Regions from separate parts of the Mus musculus genome. Here region 2 is linked to region 1. Evidence: chromatin contacts called from public Hi-C data. All regions are on one chromosome and are shown on one strand. Each heading gives the region's core, a stretch centred on a gene start, on an enhancer-like site or on the middle of the called end of the contact. The rest is flanking DNA. Distances are from core to core; before and after follow the strand shown.

The links. Hi-C and Micro-C count contacts between places; a contact is called where the count stands out from the background.
Region 2: a contact with region 1 is called in a Hi-C map of the G1E-ER4 cell line, with 2.9 times the contacts expected there. The contact joins two enhancer-like sites. A contact is called at or near these places in 4 of 484 Hi-C or Micro-C datasets (the G1E-ER4 cell line, the HL-1 cell line, the HPC-7 cell line and 1 more) and 3 of 115 datasets of contacts at active chromatin or transcription factors (CD8 T cells, bone marrow-derived macrophages and effector CD8 T cells).

The regions. Positions count from the first base shown.
Region 1 is chr17:71,212,603-71,217,492 of GRCm38.p6, forward strand. It overlaps Lpin2 (lipin 2), which reads left to right. Exons shown (of 20, transcript NM_001357791.1): 2 at 2,362-2,562. The coding sequence starts at 2,371. Among named protein-coding and RNA genes, the nearest start is that of Lpin2, 32 kb to the left of the region's middle. Within about 2 kb of position 2,164, at least 75 of the 459 cell types and tissues checked have an H3K27ac peak or open chromatin away from gene starts, as enhancers often do. A contact at or near this core is called in CD8 T cells and the G1E-ER4 cell line, where this site is marked.
Region 2 is chr17:71,488,289-71,492,894 of GRCm38.p6, forward strand. No RefSeq gene overlaps it. Among named protein-coding and RNA genes, the nearest start is that of Smchd1, 15 kb to the left of the region's middle. Within about 2 kb of position 2,878, at least 45 of the 459 cell types and tissues checked have an H3K27ac peak or open chromatin away from gene starts, as enhancers often do. A contact at or near this core is called in CD8 T cells and the G1E-ER4 cell line, where this site is marked.

The sequences.
Region 1 (4,890 bases), core at 914-3,413:
TGGTGGAATTTCGGGTTTTCACAATCCCACCCCCATCCTAGACTGGGTTTCTCTGTGTAGCCCTGGCTGTCCTAGAACTCACTTTGTAGGCCATGCTGGCTACAAACTTAGAGATCCACCTGCCTCTGCTTCCCAAGCGCTGGGATTAAAGGCGTGCGTTAACGCTGCCTGGCGTGTTCCGTCATTACCTGCGATTGTTGGTGTCCTTGTTATGATATTTTGCTTGTGCATCCCAATTAACACCAAGTAAAAGACACTCAGTTGAGTGGACGCTCAGTAGAGGATTTGGGGCAGCCATATTCTTTCTTGGAGCTCTGAAGGTCTACACTGATCTCACAGCAGTTTACTGTTGTTTATTTGCTGTATTAGAGGTAGGATCTCATGCAGCCCAGGCCGCTTCTGAACTCTGGATCCAGAAATGTTAATCTTTAAAAACATAATGAGCCAGGAATAGTGGTGCTCAGGAGGCAGAGGCAAGTGGGTCTCTGTGAGTCCAGGCCGGTAGCGTCCTCATAGTGAATTCCAGGCCTGCTGGGGCTACATAGTAAGACCATTTCAAAAAGAAAAAATACAATGAGATTATCCATGAGTGATCTGATGGAATAGTATTTCTGCTGCACATAGTACAGTAATGACTCTTAGCTGTTTATTGGTTTTAGCTTGTTTATTGGTAGTTCATTTGATAGTTCTTTCCTTATTCAAGAAATAATTATTGTCAAATATAGTAGCACACACCTGTAATCCCAACACTTTAGAGACTAAAGTTGTCTTAAGTTCTAGGCCATCTTGACTACAAAGAGACCCTGGAGAGAAAGGTTGGTCAGGAGTGGTGGCACCTTTAATCTCAGCATCCAGGAGGCAGGGGTGGGCAGATCCCTCTGTGCTCAGAAGCAACCTAGTCTATGTCTTGAGTTTCAGGCCAGCCAGGACTGTACAGTGAGACTCTATCTCAAAAAAATTTTTTTTTCAAAAATTAAGTATTTGATGTGTGCTTAATCTGGCCTTGCTATCAAAATAAAAGCAACCATCCTCATCCTAAAACCAAAGCCACCTGTTTATAATTGTTTCATGGCTATAACATATTTTCTTTATAATTATGACATCCTCCACCTTAGGAGATCGTAGTAAATGTAGCTGCTTGTGTACATTGCACAAAGCAAGCTCTTTGGAATGTGCAGTTGGAAACCTTGGAATACCCAGGGGAATAATCAGGATTATATGCTTCAGGCTACTCAACAGCTAGACTGTGGTTACAGTCATCTCTGTATAGACTGTTGAGTGGAGTCTGTCTTGCCTTAGGCACTGACTGTCTCTGGCCAGTAGGCTGAGTTATGTGCTGATGGGACCTGGCAGGTCCACTTCATTTTTTTTAGGGGATCAGCACTTTGTCCCTGTTCCACCTAGGACTTACCTGACAACACAGAATGTCTCTCTAGAACTTTGCAAATATGGAATCTTGAGCTTAGGGCAACCAGAGCTGGTTTAGAGAGGCCACTCTGCGCAGTTAATAGTTTGGACTCATTACTCCTAGAGTCCAATAAAAATTGACTTCTGCATTAGCCTAAAGCTGGAGGTTTTTCTGATCCTACATCCAGGGGATGGACTCTCTGTGGATTTGGCTTTAACGTAACATAAAGGTGTCTGCTGAGTGATGGTGTGTTCACCCGCTGGAGGGAGAGCTGACAGCCTGAGGACTAATGGGTTTGTTTTGGTGTGGGTTGGGTTTTTCAGTGGATGAGTCAGGGTAAGGGGTGAAGCCAGATTTAGATGTACCCTCTCTCTTTTGAATTGCAGAGCTCTGGTGATCTTGATTTGAGTAGTGAGTTGAAGTTGAGAAACCAAAACCCCTTTTGTGCTCTGAACATTGTGGGACACAAACGTTATGTCCCATTATGCCATGTTGAGGTTCTGAAGTCATGGTACGTGTGTTAGTCTTGGCGCAGCTTACCACAGCTCGCTTGACGCAGCATGTACCTGATGTATCTGAACCAGAAGATCTCGGTTCTCAGTTGTATCCCTTGTCTCTCTGCAAAGATAAATCCCAAGCTTCCCCTGGAGGTGACAGTCCTCCTGTCCTTGCCTCCTGTGGTCAGAGTGGACATAGTACTGCAGGTCCTGAGCGGTTGGTGGAGGGAGATGAAGACAGTTGGCCCCACCCTGGGGTGTGGAAGGAAACAGAACTTCCACAGCCTCCAACCCCACTTAGAGGCACTGCCAGTCTGAGACATATGTGTGATGTAGCTGGGGCAGCAGGAGAGCAATGGGCTCTGGACAGCAGAGCAGAGTGTATGTTTAATCAAACTCTTTATGTCGTTGCTGTTAGTTGTCAAAGTTAGTGCTGACATCGTTTTCTTTTCTCAGTCTCAAACCATGAATTATGTGGGCCAGCTGGCTGGGCAGGTGCTCGTCACTGTGAAGGAACTCTACAAGGGCATTAACCAAGCCACGTTGTCTGGATGCATCGATGTGGTCGTGGTGAGGCAGCAGGATGGCTCCTACCAGTGCTCGCCTTTTCACGTACGCTTCGGGAAGCTGGGTGTCCTGAGGTCCAAGGAGAAAGTGGTGAGTGCACAGGTCACCATGGTGACCGGCCCCTTCCTCTTACTCTTTTTTTTTTTTTTAAACTTGCATGCTATTGAAGACCATGGTAAGAAACCAACTTTATAGGTACTGCTTTTGAATTGGCTTCTAAATTCAAAAGACTCTCTTATAGAAAGTTTCTCCAAATGAAAAAGAAACTGAAATCATGAAGAGACTCAGAACAAAACTGGAGATAATTACAAATGAGGAAGTTGGGCTTATTTTGAAAAAGAAATTTTGCTTTATTTAATATAGCACTTTAAAATAGTGTAGGGCCAGCAAGATGATTCAGTGGTAAAGGCTCTCTCCATCAGTCCTGAGACCCACAGGGTGCAACAAGAGAACACACTCAGAAGTCATCCAGTGACTTGACCCGTGTACCCTGTGGCTCATGTACATGCTTTAAATCCTCAGTTTAAAAAAAAAAAAAGGCTCTCTAAAAATAAAATAATGCAGTCTGGAGATACAGCTTAGTCAGCAAAACATTTGCATACCATGCACCAAGCCTGTGCAGGCACTGAGGAGGTAGAGACAGAAGGACAGGAGCATTCTCAGCTCAGCCACATAGCAGAGGTGCACGAGGCCAGCCTGAGACACAGGAGAGCCTGTTGATTGATTGATTGATACATACACACAAACATATATGATAATATTGTTGTACTGATTATGAGTAGGTAGACTAAGCTCATGTAATCAAGTGTAGATTATATTTATTTAAAAGAAATAAACACCCCAATTGAATGTTTGTATTTTTCCTCTTTTGCATTTAATGGGGGGCAGTGTTTGGATGTTTTTAAATTATCATTTCCCTCAAGTATTGGGCAATAAGAAGGTTTTTGAATTGTGTGTATGGTAGGTTTTAAAACAGAGTTAATGATAAAACTTTGTAGAGCATGTATTTGGCAACTTTTCACTTCCACATTGTCTTCCACATGGTGATAATAATGTCAGCAACTCTTACTAAGATTTCGGAGCACTTTGCCACTGGGTAGCACAGTGGAAGGGTGGGTGCCGAAGGACCAACATGCACAAGTTAAAGAGGTTTTTGCTGGTGTTTTTTTGGATATACATCTCCCTCTACTTAGGCTTTGGGTTTTTGAAACTGAAAGAAAGTGGGTTTCCAAAACTAGACTTTATTTTTCAAAGAGAAACCATCTCTTTGGGTGTTATAAAATCATTTCCCACTGGATTTTTCAGACTAGCCTTTGCTTGATCCCATTAGAAAGCAGAAGCAGCTACAGTGTTACTTCTTGGCCTGGCAGCTTCTACTCTAGGGCAGGGTTGTCTAGCCATAGTTAGTGCTTTCTGTGTTTGTTTCCTTTGTGGTTTTTGTAGTGACACTATTAGTACTTTCATATTAGAGCTGTTTCTCCATAGATGTTCAAGGATCTGTTTGTAAAATTTCTTTTGGGGGTCTTCTCAGAAGTTTCTCCCACCATACCATACCCGCCCCCCACCGTTCTCTGGAACCAGGTTTCTAATTGATAGGTTGACTCAGGCTTTTGGCCTTTGAGTGGAGCTGCAGCAGATGTGTGCAGGCATTTGTCCTCTGTGTAAGTGAGAAGCTGAGCAGATGTGTGTATTCTCTGTGCACTTTGTAATTAGAGATGTAATTTCTTTACCAGGTTACACGGGTGGTTTTATTAACCATTAACTGTTAAATACCTTGTCAGACATCCCACCCCTACCCCAAGTACTTTTAGGATCATAATACACAGGGCCCAAGAAAAGAAAAAATTTCTTCTTTCCTGTTCCCTTCCTTCATATCCCAGAATCTAGGAGATCTATTTGAGAAGAAATCTGTCCATTTGATTTACCAAAACACAGCTTTCTTATGAAAGTAAAACTTGAGCTTTATCTGTCATAGGCGCACTGGTGACTTACATTGACCTCTTGTCGCAGGCCTTTCTGCATTAGGGTAAGCTGTTCACTGATTTTTAAATTAACTACATTTTCACGTGTGGCAGCACCTGAAATCATAACTACTTTAAAACAGCTGTTTAGAGGCAGTCATTTCCTATGACGTGTCCATGTTTGACAGAAGACCAGTCCTCTTGTGACATCTAGTAACTCAGAGTACACGTTTTGTTAATGTTTCACAAAATCAGTATCATGATTATTTATTGAAGTAAATGCCCAATGTATTGGAACTGTCCCCAGCATGGGTGACAAAAGCCTACCCTCCTACTGTTATAAGCAGAAAAGTTAGGCCAAAGTCCAGGGGCATCTACTTTAGTCAGTGCTGGTGTAGGGAGGGGTTAAAGGCACTGGCAGGATTCTGATTCCCCACCTTAGAGTTCTGCCTCTGTC
Region 2 (4,606 bases), core at 1,628-4,127, 280 kb after region 1:
GCTTAAATTTTCAGGGGACGAGTCAGTCCATGACTATCATGGCAGGGAACATGGAAACAGGTAGGCAAGACTGGCACTGGAGCAGTAGCTGAGAGCTCACATCTTGAGACACAACTGGGAATCATGTGAGCTTTTGAAACTTCAAAGCCCACATCCAGTAATACACCTCCTAATTCTTCTCAGTCAGTTCCGCCAATGGCGTGTGTGTGTGTGTGTGTGTGTGTGCGTGCGTGCGTGTGTGCCTGTCTGTGTGCGTGTGTGTGTGTGTGCGTGTGTGCGTGTGTGTATGTGCGTGTGTGCGCGCGCATGCGTGTGTGTGTGTGTGTGTGTGTGTGTGTGTGTGCAAAATGTTCAAGTATATGAGCCTTTGGGGGCAGGCTCATTCTCATTCAAACCATCACACCCATCTTATGGGTGTTGGGGATCAAACAGGGTTTCAAGCATGCCAGGCAAGTACTCTATAACTAGGCCACACCCCTATCCCCTAGTCCCTTTCTTTGCCATGGATGGAAATTTTCTTCTAGACATCCCATCTGTAGTTTTTAGTCTATGATTCACCTCCCAATAACCCCGCAGGTTGTGAGCTTCTGGACTTGTTTTGTTTTTTGTTAAGATTTATTTATTTATTTTATGTATATGAGTATACCATTGCTCTCTTCAGACACACCAGAAGAGGGCATCAGATCCCATTACAGATGGTTGTGAGCCACCATGTGGTTGCTGGGAATCGAACTCAGGACCTCTGGAAGAGCAGTCGGTGCTCTTAACTGCTGAGCCATCTCTCCAGCCCCCTGGACTTGTTTTATCTATGACTTGCTCCCACCCCCTACTCCCTGTTTGGCCCCTTCCATCCCTGTGTCACCTGGTATGCCAGGATTAGCCATTTCCCCTTCTCTTAGTCAACTCCAGGTCTAGCCTAACTCAATCCAACATCTTTTCCTTCTCTCCTGAAAATTAAACATTCAAGAGAACACTTTTCTGCATTTCTTTCATGATGGAAAGAATGAAGGTGTTGGGGAAGAAATGATCTGGAATTCTTTTCCTGTCTTCTAAACTTGAACTTACTCCTGAATGCCGTGTGGCAGAAGCTAAGTCACCTCGTGATAAAAACAGTAGGAAGGCACCAGGTATAGCCTACATGGCCATTGTCACTCTAGTGACATACTTCCACCAACCAGGTGTCACCTAAAGCTTCCATCACCTTCCCACACAGCACCATCAGCTGGGGACCAAGCATTCAACACATGATCCTCCAAGGGGACATTTCACATTCAAAGCCGACGCACTCCAAAGATGCTGAATAAACCAGGTTTGGTGTTATATGCCTGTGATCCCAGCAGTCTGGAGGAGGAGGTAGGAGGCAATTCAGGGTCTGAGTGTACTACGAGAAGATACTTTTCTACCTGTGACGCTGAAGAGACACCGTAACCATGGTAACCCTTATAGAGAAAAACATTTAATTGGGCCTGGCTGAGTTTCAGAGGTTGAGTCCATTATCATCATGACAGGAAGCATGACAGCATCCAGGCAGACACGGCTCTGGAAAAGGAACTGAGAGTTCTACAACTTGATCTCCACAAAGCAGAAGTAGACTGTCTGCCACACTGGGTGTAGTTTGGGCATAGGGAAACCTCAAAGCCTGCTCCCAGAGTGACACACTTCCTCCAACAAGGCCATACCTACTCCCACAAGGCCATGCCTGCTGATAGTGCCACTCCCTGTAGGCCGAGCATTCAAAGACATGAGTCTACGGGGGCCATACCTATTCAAATCACCACAGTAATAAAGGATTTGTTTTCCTAATAAAGGATTCGTTCATCCCTCTGGTAGCACACTGCTGTTTGAGTCTTTTGTGTGCATGTTTGTGTTCATGCACGTGTGTGCAGGCACATGGAGGTCAGAGGCCCACTGGAGGTATCTTCCTTTATCTCTCTTCATCAGATTTTCTGAAACAGGGTTTCTCCTGGATCTGTCGCTCACAGATGAGCTATGTGGACTAGCCAATCAGCTCCAGGATCCACTTGTCTGTCCAAACCCCCAGCACTGGGGTTAGAGACACCCCACCATGCCTGGCTTTTTATGAGGGTGCTAGGGATCTGAACTCAGGTCGTCGTGCCTACACAACAAATATTTTACACATCTGCTTAATCTCCTGTGGTTTGTATTTTCTTGATTTGTTTTGCTTTTTGAGATAGGGTCTCACTATATAGTCCAGGCTGGACTGAAACTGGGGGATATCCTCCTGTACCAGCCTTTGGGGTGCTGGAATCACAGATATGTACAACTGGCTATATTCTTTTTAAAGATAGAGAACCCCCAATGTTCTCCAAGATGGCCTTGTTTTTAAAAAAAAAGTTTTATTTTTGTGTGTATGAATGTTTGCACTGCATTTATGTAAGTGTACCATGTGTGCACAGTGCCTGTGGAGACCTAAAGTCGGTGTCAGATCCCGTGGAACTGCAGTTACAGATGGTTGTGAGTCACCATGGGAAGGCTGTGAACTGAACCAGAGTTCTCTGCAAGAGGAGCCAGTGCCCTTAACCACTGAGCTCTCTCTCCAGCCCCATGAGGTGGCCTCTTTGGCTCCTGAACAGGCTGTGTTTTCGTCCTTTCTCAGGAGAGATCACCTAACTCTTCCCTTCCCTCAATGAGCCGTTACAGGCTACTTTCTCTAGTTGTATTTTAACCCTGCTAGGCTCTAGTGGGTGAAGTGGCTTGCTTTAAAGCTTATCTCTCTCTTTCATTCCGAGGCTGGAGAGTCTATGAAGGATAAGCAGCTCCAGGGTTACAGACTTTCACAGCCTTGGCACATCCTGTTCTCCACCCACCCACTCACCCAACCACCCATCCACCCACCGACCCACACACTCAGCCATTTTACCAGCCCACATTTACTCTTATCTTCCTGTCCCATGACACCGTACCCTGGGTTAGTGTTATGTTCCTTGGCGACGTGAGAGCTAAAGTTGCATAACATTTAGTTTCTTTTGCTTTGTTCATGTCACCATTTTGCTCAATTCAGCTTCTTGGACAAGGGTTTGATTTCTAGAATACTTGGCAGAACTGCTTTGCTCCTTCCACTGCTACGTGGTTTCTGGAGATCAAACTCAGGTTACCAGACTTGGAGAGCAGCACCTTTGACCCACTGAACCAGCTCACTAGCCCCGAGGCCTCACTAAAATATTTACCTAAGACTGAGAAGCAGAAAAGCTGCTCTAAGTTCTCTGGGATTCAGGTTATTTACCTTCAGTCTAAATTCTCTCCAGGCCGCCTTTGCATACACACACACACACACACACACACACACACACACACACACACACACGTGCAAGTGTAAGACAGGATCCCAGGCTGGCCTCAAACTTCAGATCTTGGCTACCTTAGCCACCCAAATTCTGGGATGACAAGCATGTAGTATCACTCCCAGATTTTAAGACTTTTATCCTAGAGAAGTTTAATTTTTATTTATTTATTTTTACTTTCTTTTATTTCTTTTTTGGATACATTTTAAAAAGTAGAATACTTAGTCCCAGCTACTTGGAGACTGAAGTGGAAAGCTGAGATCACTAAACTTGAGACCAGCATGGACAGTATAGGGTGACTCCACCTCAGAGAGAAAACAAAAAAGCTGGGCATATCTATCTATCTATCTATCTATCTATCTATCTATCTATCTATCTATCTATCTATCTATTGCTTAGAATCTATAATCTTAGCTCATAGGAGGTTGAGACAGGAAGTCAGCCATGAGTTGCCAGACCCATCCCTCAAAAACAAACCAACAGAGCTGAAGAGATGGCTCCGGGGGACCCAGATTTGATTCACAGCAAGGGTAAGGTGGCTAAAATCCATCTGCAATTCCAAGGATCCAATATCCTCTGGTCTCTGTGGACATAGGCATGTATGTGGGTCAGACATACATGCAGGCAAAAACTTATACACATTATTAATAATAATAAACAACTAATCCAAGCAAACCCAAGTGTTAAATCTAGCAGCAGAGAGCCATACCATGACTCTAAATTCCATAAATTTCATAAATGGTATTTATTCTAGGGATGTTTTGTTTTTCAGACAGAACTTCAAATTGAATTCAGGGTCTAGGGAAGTGCTTATCCACTGAGTTACAGCCCCAGGCTGAGAAAGTGATCATATGGAAATATTTAGAAAAAAGTCACAATCCATGTCCTAGAATCCCTACAAGTTATTTGATAAAATTTAACCATCAGCCGGACGTGGTGGTGCACGCCTTTAATCCCAGCACTCGGGAGGCAGAGGCAGGCAGATTTCTGAGTTCAAGGCCAGCCAGGGCTACAGAGAGAAACCCTGTCTCGAAAAACAAAAAAATAAAAAATTAAAATATAAATAAATAAATAAACAAACAAACAAACAAATAAATAAATAAAACTTAACAGTCAAGCCGGGTATGGTGGTTTATGCCTTTAATCCTAGCACTCAGGAGGCAGAGGCAGATCTCCCTCTGTGAGTTTCAGGCCAGCCTGGTCTACAAAGAGAGTTTCAGAACAAGCAGAGCTGTTAAACAAAGAAACCTTGTCTCCAAAAATCAAACAAATCAAAAACAAACAAACAAAAAAAAACCCAAACC